2 separate regions of the Mus musculus genome follow, and region 2 is linked to region 1. A link is a contact called in public HiChIP or PLAC-seq data. All regions are on one chromosome and are shown on one strand. The core of a region is the stretch at or near the end of the contact, and the rest is flanking DNA. Distances in the headings are between cores, read along the strand shown.

Evidence for each region. HiChIP or PLAC-seq counts read pairs in DNA pulled down with a chosen protein or histone mark.
Region 2: a FOXA1 HiChIP or PLAC-seq map of pancreatic cancer cells shows a contact between it and region 1. The contact joins two enhancer-like sites.

The regions. Positions count from the first base shown.
Region 1 is chr5:138,773,864-138,781,277 of GRCm38.p6, forward strand. All of the region lies in intron 3 of Fam20c (family with sequence similarity 20, member C), which reads left to right. Among named protein-coding and RNA genes, the nearest start is that of Fam20c, 22 kb to the left of the region's middle. Within about 2 kb of position 2,623, at least 89 of the 459 cell types and tissues checked have an H3K27ac peak or open chromatin away from gene starts, as enhancers often do. A contact at or near this core is called in pancreatic cancer cells, where this site is marked.
Region 2 is chr5:139,310,931-139,318,344 of GRCm38.p6, forward strand. All of the region lies in intron 1 of Adap1 (ArfGAP with dual PH domains 1), which reads right to left. Among named protein-coding and RNA genes, the nearest start is that of Adap1, 11 kb to the right of the region's middle. Within about 2 kb of position 4,276, at least 15 of the 459 cell types and tissues checked have an H3K27ac peak or open chromatin away from gene starts, as enhancers often do. A contact at or near this core is called in pancreatic cancer cells, where this site is marked.

The DNA.
Region 1 (7,414 bases), core at 1,373-3,872:
CTGCTTTGGTACAGAATGGAGGAGCTGGGGAGATGGAAAGGATGCTGTGGGGCACGGGGATGAAAGAGTGAGGAAAGGAAGCAGGCTGGGCAGTGTGATGGAGGAGGCTGCCTAGGAAACTGTGGTAGTCTGATGCTTTGTAGCTGTGATTAAAAGAAAAACAACACACTGACCCAGAGCAACTAAGAGAATAGAGGGTGTCTGTGGCTTATAGGCCATCATTGAGAGAAGTCAAGGCAGGAGCTATAAGGAGGAACCTAGAAGCAGGATGTAAAATGCAGAAACCGTGAAGGAACACTGCTCACTGGCTTGACACCCATGGATGGCTCGGCTTGCTTTTTTTATACAACCCAGGACCACCTGGCCAAGGGTGACACTACCCACAGGACCTGTGCCCTCTCACATCAGTAATTAATGCCTCATAGACATACCAAAGACCAGTCTTATGGACGCAATTCCTCAACTAAGGTTCCCTTTTCCAATGTTGTGTTAAGTTGACAAAGACTAGCCAGAGGGGTTGGGGGGGGGGTGGGGACCTTTCACTGGGCACAGTGATGGGACATAGGAGCAAGTGAAGAGAACACTTCTGGCCTTGTGGCTGATGACATTTGAGGACCCACTACCTTTCAGATCTTTCCATACCTGTGGGCTGGGACTGAGGTGCCATCAATAGTGTGGGGAAGGGCTACCCTAAGTGGGCCTCACATGAGGAAGGAGATCTGACTTAGAATATCCTGGACAGTCAAGTTACTATGCAGTTAGTAGCTGTGGGTGGTTGCCTGTCTGGGCGATTGAGTACTTAGAAATAGCTTGGATGCCCATAGGTGGCTGTGTGACTGTGGGCAGTATTGTAGCTGGGTGATTTTGTGTCTGGGACAGTTGGCTGTGTGACAAGGTTAGGTTCTGCAGCTTGGTGGGTGGTCTGGGTGTCTGTGGGCAGCTGGATGGCTGTATGTAAATGCCACCTCTTGAGCACACATCATGTTCTTTAATCTTCCTGGAGATCACATATGTGTATTATTTTTTTTTTGTGACGGACTTTTCTTCACGGAGAAGAACAAAGCTTGAACAGGTGAGAGTAAACAAGGCCCAGGCCACAGGCCAGGGATGAAGCCAGGATTCCTGGCTTAGGTGCCAGGCCCTTGGGGCACTACCGCTTAGAAGAAAGGCTGCCTGAGCCTGGAGCCAGATATTGTGTGGTGAAAAGACATAACCACTCTAGTCCAGGCTGGTCTGGAACTCACTCTTTAGCTCAGGTTGGCCTTCAATATGCAGTAATCCTCCTGCATCAGGCTCTTGAGTGCTGAGCTAAGACTGTCGGCGAATGCCACCATGTCCAGTGCCTCTGGGGCTTTCCGTAGTGTTGTACAGTATGCTGGTGATCTCAGTAGTCTACACTGAACCAAGCACTGTGGCCCTTTGACACACTTGTATGACTCACTGTCCACTGAGGTCACAGTAGGAACCTTATACCCCAGACTGAGTCTAGTTAGTCCTCATGATAGACATCCGAGGATTGTGGGTGTCCTCGAATGCTTTCTGTGCAGATTGTGGCCTTGGCCTTGGCTGGTCAGGAGGTAGGAGGTGGCAGGTAACAGAGTGATACCTACAGCTCATCTGGCCCAGCCTAGATCCAGGGATGTCTTGCTCAGAACCCTTTGAGGTAAGAGTCTGTCCTGATAGCCCGGCACACTACAGGCCCCTTTTCTCTTTGTGTTCCTTTGCTTGGTGACAGGAAGCCTGGTCACCAGTAAGAAGGCGTTGGGGAAGAGCTGGCAGAAGGTGAAGAAGGAAGGGTGGGATGGAGACATTATTCATTTCACAGAAACTCAAGTTTGGCCCCAAAAGCAGATGTTATGCGCGAAGGAAGGAAAATGCAGAGTGCCTGAAACAGGGCTGGAGAGATGGCTCAGCAACTGAGAGAACTGGTTGCTCTTACCCAGCCCTCAGCACCCACATGCAGCTCATAACATCTGTAACTCTAGCCTCAGATTATCTGATGCCCTCTTCTCATCTCCATGGGCACCAGACACATTTGTGGCACACTTAAATCTGGGGATTAAAAAGGTATCTGAGACAGTAGAAACATTTGAGGCAGAGATCTCATGCTGGGGGTTAGCCATCTACTCCAAAAAGGGCAGGGCCCTGTTCAACATTAGGACGGAGAGAGAAAACTGGGAGGGAAATAAGAGAGTTTCAGATGCTGGGCCCACCCTGGAAGGAGGCCTAGTGTGGTCCTGGACTGAGGAGGAGATGTCAGAGAAGTTCTAAAGTCAGGAAGGGACATATGAACATGTTCCTGGAGTGGGCAGGGAATCTCGTGTGTTCCTGGGGTGGGCAGGGAACCTCTGTGTGTTCCTGGGGTGGACAGAAGGCCTCAGTGTGTTCCTGGGGAGGGCAGGAGACCTCAGTGTGTTCCTGCGGTGGGCAGGGAACCTCTGTGTATTCCTGGGGTAGGCAAGGGACCTTAATGCAGTCTGACAAGTCAAACAGAACATCACACAGGGGTGGCCATGGCAAGGCTCAGCAACACTCAGGTTTGAAGCCCAGTGAACAGGGTTAGAGATTTCTAAGGATCAGCTGGCCTGCTGGTGAACAGCTCATACTTTGGCTGCTCTGTGCCTTCTCCAGGCCCCCAAAGCAAACAGATTGCCCAATCCTGGTCACGGGTGTGGAGCCAACAGAGGCCTGGGCCTGGCCAGAAGTAGACAAGGACCCTTTTGTATGTACTGTCAGCTTACACTGGCCTCCCAGCCTGTGCCCATCCTTGGCTGTTTTAAGGCCTGGCCTCCTAGCTTTCTGATGCTTCCATGTGCTCTTGAATAGGGACTAAAGGTCAGAGCTTAAACCTTCAGTCACTCATCAAGGGGCAGCCTGAACCCCTTCATATTATCTGGGTTGCCCTGTGACTCACCATGCTCAAGAGATCTGGCCTCTGGGAGATGGACTTGTCTGACAGAGTCATCAGGGAAGGCTCCCTGTTTGGTATGGTTCAGCTTTCTCAGCTGAGCCATCATGAGGAAGACATACTTCCTGTCCCATGAGACCATCAACACAGAACCGTGCAGAGGCAGTTTAGAGGGGAGTAGACCTCATTGTAAGGGGAGCACATTCAGGCAGTGGAACATAGAACTCTGGAGGGTCTAGGGACAGGCAGGGTAACCCTACCACCAGCTCTATGTACCATATGTGCAGAGCCGCTTTGTAGCCAGCCACTCTGGCTAGTCTAGAATGGTGGTTCTCAGCCTTCCTGACACTGTGGCCCTTGTACACAACTCCTTGTGTTGTGGTGAACCCTCAACCATTAAGTTATCTCATTGCTACTTCATGGTTGTAATTTCTCTACGGTTATGAATTACAGTGTAAATAAACTTCTGGCTTGCAGGATATCTGATATGCAACTACTGTGAAAGGGTCATTCAACCCCAAAGAACAGCCAAGGATAGGCACAGGTTGAGAACCACTGGTCTAGAAGGCAGTGTTCATGAGGATCTGGAGCAGCCGGGTCATGAGCAGGCACAGATTTTGAAGAGAGCACCTCAAACTAGGATTGAAGGTAGAGATTGGCCACAGACCACAGGCACAACCTGTGACTTCACATGAGACTTTGAAAGCTGCCTAAGTCACTTTCTGAATGGCATCTGATGAGAACATGGGCTATGGCACTCTTTTATCTACTGCTCCCTGCAATACACTAAGCAGCAAGAACAAGAGGTGGCCCCTGATGACATCAGAGGCAAGGCTACAGACATAGGGTCAAGAATGAGACCAAGAACATGGCAATTGGTAGGGACCAGGGAATGAGAACATGCTATGAGTGATGGGGTGGGCCTCACCAGGGCACTGGCGTGAAGATGGAGGGAACCAGGTTTACAGCAGCCCAGCAGCACCTCTGGACATCTTGAGAGACTCTGTCTGATTCCTCAAGCCTCTCATTGAAGCCTGTGGTCTGATTTCCCAGGCACTGTTGCAGGAAGCAGATGTCTAATGGGGAAAGCCCCTAAGGGCTTGGGGTAATATTGAGTGGGTTGCCACTGGTATTTGCTGAGGGCTTGGAGACCCAGGGTTCAGGTCTGAGCAATGCAGAGTGGAGAGGCTCAGTGTACCTGGGACGTGGGGGGCACCCAATGTGAAGAAAGTACACATTATGCATGGAACATGCTGGGTGAGAGTATACAGCTATGTGTACATATATATGTATATGTGGTTGTATACATAAGTATGTATTCCATGTACATTCATGTGTTTGCATATTTCATGCACGTGTTCTTATATGAGTATATTTTGCACATGTGTAGGTATGTATTATATGTGTATTCTTATATGTACAGGTATGTATTACATATATAGGTTCATGTGCATTGTCTATGTATGCTTCTTTGTGGGGGTATCTATTGTAGGCGCTCATATTTATTACATGTGTGTGCTTGTGTGTATGGGTGTTTATTATGTATGCTTCTATATGTGGGTTATTGCATTGTTCCTGTCTAGTGCATGTGTGTTTGTAGGCTACATGTACATACATGTGGGTGAGCATATGAACATTTCTGTGGTCCAGGGCCAAAATAGTAACTAACTCCACTGTAGCAGCTGGGACCTGGACTTGTGGAGCAAATGATGTTGGGGGTGGACATATCCTTGCAGTAACTTTGCAGAAGGGGCTGTTGGTGTCGAGGGAGTTTCTCTGTTGCTTTCTTTGGAGCACCGTCTGTGACCTTCCTGCCTTGGAGAGCACCACAATGGCTCAGGTGTAGACCGTTGAGTCATTTCCAGATCTGAGGATTAGGTTTGTAGTCACAGGAACACGATCCATATTAATTTTGAAAAACAAGCAAGCAATAACTCTGGCAGAGCCAGCCTAGACATCGGGGCAGCAGAAGATCCAGGACACAGCAGGAGTGCGGGGAGCCACCCCCCACAGAGAACCCATCCTCAGCTGAGCCTGGGCACAGAGCCAGCCTGCAGGTACCCTGAGCTTGTAGCCTGCCTAGCAACTCTAACAGCTGCTATCTCCTGAGTTCCATTGTCAGCAGAACAAGCAGACTTTAATGAGGTCCATGACATCTGCAGATGATCTCTCTGAAAGGGAGGGGCGGAGCTCACCAATCAGAGAGCTCTGTGGGCAGCTGAAGAGTCTCCCTTGCTCTCCCTGCTTTGTTCAGCCAGAGCCTTTATGGCCTTTCTCCTGCTGTCTAAGGGTCCCGCGTCCAACTGTGCAGGACACAGCTACTATCTCTGAGCCTCTCTGAGCCTCTAGGAAAGACTGGCCAGTAACTTCCCGTTCTGGGAGCCCGTGATCCTAGTGGGCAGGGACCCATGCTGACTCCAGCTCAGTGAGAAGGTCTCAGCCAGCCTCTTAAGAGCCATCATGTCCTCATGTATTCACAGACAGGGACCCCGAGCACAGAAGGAAATGCACCCCCACCATCTGTCTGCAGAACTGGCTCTCACTTTTGGCTTCTCTCCACACCGTCTGACTGGTCAGCACAGGTCTTCGAGACATTCCTAACCCCCATTTGTCTTCCATTTCTTCTATTTTGAGATGATTTTCACATCAGATTGCCCTCAAACTCATTATGTAGCTGAGGGTAGCATTGAACCTGGGTTCTTCTGCCTTGACCTCGTAAGGCCGAGAATTACAGGTGTTCACTGACAGCCTTCTGGAATGTTCGGTTGGTTGGTGGTTGGTTGGTTGGTTGGTTGGTTGGCTTGGTTTGGTCTGGTCTTGGTACTAGGGATTATGTTTGATAGGTAAGTACTGGTTGAGCCACATCCCCTGCCCTACCCCCATCTTAATGCCTGACATACGGTCCTATGGCTACTTAGGTCCCACTAGCCCCCCTGGCACCCCAAAGTTTCCCAGATGGCCAAAACAGCATTGCCTGAGGCTAACTTCAGCAGTTAGCCATCTCCTGTTCTTACTCAACAGCTGGAAGGCTATTTACTTATGACAGGAAGGAATTATTAACAAACGGTGGTAGCACTGCTGAGAAATGGCAGGGACAAGAATGAGTTACAAAACCCAGCAGAGCCAGCTCAGAGCAAAACCACAGGCTGAACCTGCTGCGCCCTCACATCCTTGGTGATCTCCTAGGGACCTCAGCATCAGCTATGCTGGGACCTTTTCTCCTGATGCTCCAGGGAAGGTGACCCCCACTTTAAAAAGTCCAAGCAAGTCATTTTCTCCAAAAATTGTTTGAAACAGCCACGCAGAAAGTGTCATCTCCCCCCCCCCCCCCGTGGCTATGATAGTTGCTAGGGAACCCACAGTGTCGAGGTGGAGGCAGGAGATTAAAGAGAGAGGAGGAAATACCATCTTAATTTTCCATCCTGGGGGAAGAAAATGAAAGTTGGGGGGGGGGGGGTCATCCAAAAGTGGTTTGATTAGAGCTGCTCATTTTCAGTTTTCTGTTTTGTTTTGTTTTCTTTTTTTTTTAATAGCTCCCAAAGGAAAGTCTAGATTTAAGACCTTTCTTAAGCCAGAGAATGGTCTGAGACAAGGCCTTCTGGCTCTGGGTCCAGATTATTTCTCCAGTTGATACTTTCTAAACATTGCAGGTCCCTGGAGGGGAAGCAAGACGGTAGCAGCGACTCGTGCAAGATGTTCAACCCCCAGGTTCTTGCATCTTGCTTTTTTTTTTTAATTATCCTTAAATAAATTGACACGCCTCGGAGATGAGGTACACAGAAGTGGCCTGCGTGTTCCTGGAGCCCAGACAGTACCATTCCGTTCTCCTTTGTTCCTCCTCTGAGCTAAGCTGCAGAGACTTTCAAAATTATGGGAGGCAACCCCTCCCTGTGCCGTTTCGCTTTCCTCTCTTTATTTTGGGTAATGCATGCATGTGTATTCATGTTCACAGAGGTGTGCTCAGGCCACCTTACATGTGTACACGGAGCCAGGGGTAGGGGCAGATCTACACATCATCTGCAGATCTACACTGAGGCAACTGAATGCAGAGCTTGAAGATTTGGTTTGTGTAGAAAGAGGGCTTATGGTTGGGATTCCAGTCTCAAGTCTCCTGAGGCTGGGATCACAGTGGGTCGCCATGCCGTCTCAGTATCTGTATGCACGATGGAGAATTGAAACTAGGTCTCGGGCTTGCACAGCTAGTCGTTTACACATTAAGCCATGTCCCCAGAGGGGATGTTCGCATGTGTGTGTGTGTGTGTGTGTGTGTGTGTGTGTGTGTGTGTGTGTAGAGGCTGGAGGTCAATGGTGCATGTCTTTCTCCATCACTCTCCACGTTAGTTTTGGAGATGCGGTATCTCACTGAACCTGGATCCTCAGACTTGTGGGCCAATGCTTTACTCCCCAGCCTTCCCCTGTGCTTTTGAAACCTAGTCTTCCCCTTGATGGTCATCTTTGCATGACTTCCAATTTCCCTAGGTTACAAAGCTTTGAGTCATTATTGGT
Region 2 (7,414 bases), core at 3,026-5,525, 540 kb after region 1:
ACAATAGATGTAAAAGACAGTATATAGAAAAGCATGGAACACTGCATAGAAATTAAAGGTCCACAGTGTGGAAAGAAGCTGAATCTGAGTTAGAAAAGGCAAGACTGGGCTGCAGAGATGGCTTAGTGGTTAAGAGCACTGACTGCTCTTCCAAAGATACTGAGTTCAAATCCCAGCAACCACATGATGGCTCACAACCATCCATAACGAGATCTGACTTTCTCTTCTCGAGTGTCTGAAGACAACTACAGTGTACTTACATATAATGAATAAATAAATCTTTAAAAAAAGAAAAAGAAAGAAAGAAAAGGCAAGATTATCAACCCATAAACGCTTGGCAGATTAGTCTATGGGCTTACTGTAATCCCCACCAGACTGCCAATGGGAATCCTAACGAAATGAAATGTCAGAAGGGCCTAGAATTCATGGGTGAGCTCAAAAGGCAGAGACTCGGGACTGAGGCATGGCTCAGGGCTTCAAGCACTTGCCGTGGAAGGGTGGGAGACCTGAGTGTGGATCCCCAGGACACACACAGAAGCCATTTACATGATGTGAGCCTCTTGATCCCTATGCTCCTGAGGGGGAGCTGAGACACAGAGCCAGGAGAATTCCTGTGAAGCAGACGGGCCAAGGACCTAAGGTGCCCTGCAGACAAACAGGGCCAAGATGAGGAGTGACACCAGAGGCTGTCCTGGGACCTCCACATGCACGCTGTGGCATACGCACATCCCCATTCACTCGCATACATGCACCCTAAACCTATGCCCACACGCTGCAAATACATAATAAATAGACACTGTCAAATCATCAAAACAACCTAGAAAAGACACCAAGACAGAACAGGACAGCACTCTGTCTTCAGACCTTATTACTGAATTACAATGCCCAGAACAGTGTGGCACTGGCCACAGAAACAGATAAACAGAGCAGAATCCCAAAGCAAACCTGCCCTATGATGGCATCTGAGAACTAACTGAGATAGAATCAGTGCATCAGCCAAGAAGGAAGGCTCTTCCCATGAGGCTTCGAGGAGGGGAAGACGCTTTGCCGTGACGTCACTCTCCAGCGAAATCACTGCAAATGCATCACAGCTTGGAGCACTAACACTGGAGGACAGCTAGAGCAAGGACACAGCTGTGACTCCGGATTAGTCAGAGAGCTGTTTGCAGAGCACGTATGTGTCTGTGTGCGCAGATGCAGATGCCTCTGTGACATCAGGTCCCCTCTCTGTCACTTTGCCCCTTATCCTCTTGACATGGGGTCTCTCGCTGAACCTGGAGCTCAGCTGGCAGCCAGCAAGCCCCAGGGATCCTCCTGTCCCCACCCCATTTCAGTGACAGGGGACAGACATGCATGGGGTACGCCTGGCTCTTTACACTGGTGTGGGAATTCGAACTCAGGTCCTCATGATTTCCTGAAAGTCCACTGAACTCAGCCTAGGGGGAGTGAGGTTAGGGAAGAGCTTCCTCTTCTGTAACTTGAAAAAATATGTTGCTGGGCAGTGGTGGTGCACGCCTTTAATCCCAGCACTCGGGAGGCAGAGGCAGGCAGATTTCTGAGTTCGAGGCCAGCCTGGTCTACAGAGTGAGTTCCAGGACAGCCTGGGCTATACAGAGAACCCCGGTCTCGAAAAAACAAATATATATATATATATAGTTGTTTTGTTTTGTATGTTTTTCTAGACAGGGTTTCTCTGTGTAGCCTTGGCTGTCCTGAAACTCAATCTGTAGACCAGGCTGGCCTTGAACTCACAGAGATCCGCCTGCCTCTGCCTCCCAGGTGCTGGGGTTAAAAGGAGGAAAGGGGCAGGGGGAGAAATGTTGTAATTAAGTTGCAGTCTCAGAATAACAGCAAAAGACACATTACTCAAAGCAGACTGGGGGAAGGGGAAATAAGTTCTCTTGATGAAATGATGATCTGCTGGCTCTTTGGAAACTCCTGTCAAGAGAAGGAAAGGTGAAGGAGCAGCCACACCCACGGGAGGCCGATCCAATGAAAGCCTGGTTGGAGCTCAGCGACACAGCAAAGAACAGAGGATGAAAATAGGCAAAGTGGCAGATGCTTGCCCAAAGGGGTTCTGGAGGCTACGGGAAGCCCCCTCAGTCGAGGAGCTGCAAAGGGCCCGGAGCATGTCGCTGCATTTGTGTGTATGTGTGTGTGTGTGTGTGTGTGTCCGCACGTCCGTATGTATACATGTGTGTGTGGAGCCAGAGGACATCACCCTCAGGTCCCATCCACCTTGGTTTTGACTTTTGAGCCAGGGTCTCACTATGTAGCCCAGGCCGGTCTCAAACTCAGTGCCTCTGCCTCCCAAGTGCTGGGATTAAAGTCGTGCGCCACCACATCTAACTTCTTCCACCTCTATTTGTTTTGTTTTATTTTATTTTATTTTTGGTTTTTCAAGGCAGGGTTTCTCTGTATGGCTCTGACTGTCCCGAAATTCAGCTCACAGAAATCCACCTGCCTCTGCCTCCTGAGTGCTGGGATTGAAGTCATGCTCCACCATCGCCTGGCTCACTCCTGTTTTTTTGTTTTTTTTTTTAATATGGGTTCTGGGGACCCAAATCAGGTCCAAATGTTTGCACCTCATGGGCTTAATTAAATGAGTCATCTCCCCAGCCCCTGAGGGTGTCCTAAGATCATAAAAATGATCGGCAGCTGAACTGTGACCGTAGTCACTTCCTCCAGCTGGACAGGACAGATTCACTCCAGTGTGTTCCGTCTCAGCAAGGGCCCCCCATGGGAGCTGCCGGAACACATAGCCTCCCTCATTTCTCACCACCAGCCCAGGGCAGCCAGCTTGTCCAGATGCTGGCCCTGGGGTCAAGTCACAGCACAGGCTTTCTTGGAAGAAGTGCTACTGGTGTGACCGGTAGGTCATGTGACCGCCGCTTGCCTGGAGACCCAGGCTGCTCCGATACAGCATCCGCAAGTCTTTTAGATAAAGCCAACACCCTCTTCCTCAGCCCTTCCTCCACCACATATGATAGATATTCACTGGAGTCCAACACTGAAGCACACCTCACTCCATCTCCATGTGACCTCCACGTGCACTCATGTGCATGCATGTGTGTAGATGTGTGTATGGTATATACCCGTGTACATGTTTGTGCCTGTGTGTACAGTACATGCCTGTGCACATGTTTGTGCATGTAGAGGCCAAAAGCTGATGCCAGCTGTCTTTCTCAATTATTCCACCATATTGACAGTGTCTCTCACTGAATATGGAGTCCACCAATCCAGCTAGCTGGCCAGCAAGACTCAGAGACCCACACCTGCTATTTTACTTGGGTTCTGGGATCTGAAGTCAGGCCCTCCTGCCTGCCCAGCAAGACCTTCACCAACTGAACCTTCTCCCCAGACCCATCATACCCCTTTAAAGTGAAATCCTGCTTGTGGTTCAGTTTATGGAATAAAGCAAAGATAACTCAGGGTCAGACACCTGCCTGGGGTCACTCTATGGTAGATCTGGGACTTGAATACCAGTAAAACGTCTTCCAGGACCCAACTCTGCCCTGGGGTCACCTTCCTGGTACCTGCGGCTGGTCCTATAGGAACGGGGGAAAGAGGACTGAGACCCTGAGGTAGAAGTAATCCCTAACTGAGTCCTTTGGCCTGGTTACCTGGGAACATTTTCTCGCAGTCATGACCTCACAGGGGCCTATAAAGGCCACCAGCACCTGGTCAAAAGGCCAGAAACTCTTGTTTCAGTTCTGACAAGAGCTGATGGCAGAGAGATGGGTGACCCCAAACCTCTGAATTCTTGTCACCTTGAAGAGTCTAGCCAGGACCCCCTGGTGTACCTGGAACCCCAGGCTTAGAATGGAAGGTGACAAGGCCCAGGATTGGACTCCAGCCTCGCCTTGTCCACTGTCTACCTTCCCCTCAGGCAAGCCCTACACCTCTGCCAGACAGGGCCCAGCCCAGTACAAAAACACCAGTCTCCCTCTAGTCCCCACAGGTGGCAGTAATAACCATCCTGACCTGCTGTCTCTCTGGTGGGAAGTGGGAGAAGGTAGAAGGAAGAGTTGTTTCCCAATGTCACGTGGTGTCAGGGCTTAGAGTCATACTTGGGGTCCCTGCTGAGGAAGCCTAAGCCCAGACAGGCCTCAATCCCAGAAAACTACATTTATTTACACTAAGGAGAGGTCACAGACGGGTAGCTGTGGTGTGGCCAGGAGCCAGCCATGGGAGGCAAGCGTGGGCAGGAAGCCAGGAGGCCTTCCTGGAGGAAGAATCTGAGCTCTAGCTGTGGAAATGGGTGGTACTGGTTAGGAGGTGCGGGGCGCAGCAGCAGCCAAGGACAGAGCTCGGCCAAGCCCAGGGCAGCAGGTGTGGCCTCCCGCCTTACCCCATTCTGAAATCCCCTCAGCAGAGACCTCGTACTGTAGGACTTGCAGAGATTCCACCCAAGGGAAACCTGGTAGGTAAAGTGGCCAGCGAGGTCAGTAAGGTGGTTTCCTGCCTCCAGCACACCGTTGGCCTGCCCAAAGCTCTGTGCCAGCCACGCTTTGCCTTATAAACTGCTGTGAAAGTCTGAAGCACTTTCCCAGCTGGCAGGCCCTGGCTCTACAAAGTCACCACAGGGCCTTGTCCCAGCCTTGGAAGCTTTCCAACTGAAACTCTAATTGTGTTGTTAGGTTTTTTTGTTTGTTTGTTTGGTTGGTTGATTGGTTTTTGGTTTTTCCGTGATAGGATTTCTCTGTATAGCCCTGGCTGTCCTGGAACTCACTGTAGACCAGGCTGGCCTCGAACTCAGAAATCTGCCTGCCTCTGCCTCCCAAGTGCTGGGATTAAAGGTGTGTGCCACCACCGCCTGGTGTGTTGTTAGTTTTGAGACGGGGTCCCACTATGTAGCCCAAGCTGGACTTCAACTCACAATGATCTTGCCTCCCTAATGGTGAGATTTCACCTGGTGTGTGTGTGTCTGTCTGTCTGTCTGTCTGTCTGCATGTGTGTCTCTCTATATCTGATGGTGTCTCTCTATGTCTGTGTGTGTGGTATATGTGTATGTGTGTGTGTGCATAGCATATGTGTGTCTATGTGTGGGGTGTGTGTAGTGTATGTGTGTGAGTCTGTGTGTGATGTATATGTAGTGTGTGTGTGTCTATGGTATGTGTATCTGTGCATGGTATATGTGTGTCTATGTGTGCTTTGGTATATGAGTGTGTGTGTGTATGGTATGTGTGTATGTGTGTGTGTTTGTGTCTATGGTATGTGTATCTGTGTATGGTATATGTGTGTCTATGTGTGCTTTGGTATATGAGTGTGTGTGTGTGTGTGTGTGTGTGTGTACTTGTACAGAGGCCAGAGGAGGACATTGAAGGTCCTGCTAGATTGCTCTCTACCTTAATCCCTGAAGATAGAGTCTCTTACTAAAACTAGAGCTAACACTGGTGGCCAACAAACCCCAGCGTTCCTCCTGTTTCTGCCCCCCCCCCCCTTCACACACACCAACTAGGGTTACAAGTACACAGATCCATGCTCGGCTTCCTACATGGGTGTTGGGGATTTGAACCCAGATAGATCCTCATGCTTAAGCAGCAAGCATTCTTATCCATCAAGCCATCTCCCCAGCCCGAGGCTATGATTTAAAACGGTCCTGACACCATTGTGTGTGTGACCCTGGGCAGCACAGCCCTGGAAGTGTCCAATACAGAAGTAGATTCCAGCCAGATAGCACCCAGACCAGCTCTGAAGGCAGCAGCACCATGGGGTGGCTCCTGGACAACTGACTGTGTTTACCAGGTCAACTCAGGACTAACCATGTCTCAACTACCTTGTGCCTTAGTTACTCACTGTCTGACATCTCCGTGCCCACCAGAACAAAAGGCTCCAAGATCCTGGATGGGTGCCACAGAGTAAAGGGGTCAAGTTAAAATCCACACACAGGGGCTGCAGAGATGGCTCAGCGGTTAAGAGCACTGACTGCTCTTTCAGAGGTCCTGAGTTCAATTCCCAGCAACCACATGGTGGTTCACAACCATCTGTAATGAGATCTGATGCCCTCTTCTGGCGTGTCTAAAGACATCTACAGTGTACTCATATAAATAAAATAAATAAATCTTAAAACAAACAAACACAAAACCTGAACACAGACCACTGGCTAGGTACCAGGAGAACTGGTCAGGCCTCCCTCATACCCCACAGAGGTCCTGGCTCCATTTCAATGTACTTTCCCCACACTTACTGAGACTCATTGCTGCTACCTGGGCCACACCTTAGCTGCCCAGGATCCCAGAATTCTCTGCCCATTAACTTGGAAACTGTTCTAGGGCCCATGCTATCTCAAGACAGGCCATAAAAGTGGCCTGGGCTATGGAATGGTAAGCCAGAGATCACAGATCAGAGATCACAGATGCGAGGCTGAGTCCCCAGCACCCACCAACACCCTGGTTCAACACCCTGGTTGCCCAGTCCTCACTTCTGCTGGGTCAACCACTCTGACTGCCCAAGGCCACGCCCCCTCCTTCCCCCTGCCCTGCCTCTCCTGGTCCTTCCAAGGTGACTCAGTCCCTGGGTGCTTCCGGGAGCAGCTGAGCAGGTCAGGCGTGTTCTGGGGCTGAGCCAGGTGGGGCAGGTGTGTCCCCCTTGGTCAAGGCCTAGGCATGGGGAGGAGCGGAGCAGTGGACCCTATCAGTGGAATGTGACTCTGGCAGCCCTGTGGCTCAGCTTTTAGAGACCTTTGCTCTTCCAAAGGTCAGGCTCGTGGCCAGATAGCCTGTTTGCTACCCAGAGTAAAGGCAGGTGGGCAGCTTCAAGCTGGAGGGTAGGAGGCCTTCAAAAGAAATAGAATACAAGGGTGTCCGGAGTGGCACATATACATAGCTGCCCCCAGCAATCCACCTGCATGGGGGTCCCTTTTCCTGACCTACCTCTAGGGTTCTCTCTCCTACCCCACTGGAGTGAGAGCATCGGGAGCTTCGATGGATGCTGCCGATTCCCACAATGAGGCTGTGTGTGCTTCCTATGGAGTTTGCACTCAGTCAGTTCCTGGGCCCTAGATGCTGGAGGCTCTGACTCTCTTCTAGGCAGGGCGAGTGGAACTCCCCGCCCCCTCGCCCTTGTGCCTCCCCTCCTATTCAGATGAAGACACCATGCTCCGTAGTCTCTACCCTGACACTCCTCTTCTCTGGGTCCCCACTGCCACAGGGGCTCAGGCTCCCTGCTCTGTGCTCGACTGGGCTCGAAACCTATTTTAAGAACCAGCTAGAAGTGATGGCGCCGTAAGAGACTGGGTTTTAGACACCACTGTGTCTTCATGGAGTCGGTTAATTTTACCACATGCGAATTGTGCTGGGAGGGTTTTTAAAAAGGAGAAAGAAGCATCTACATGCTGGTGCGCCCCAGTTCTGCCTCTCCTGAGAGGCACGCGCAACCCCACCCACGCATCCCAACACCCGCCCACGTTCTG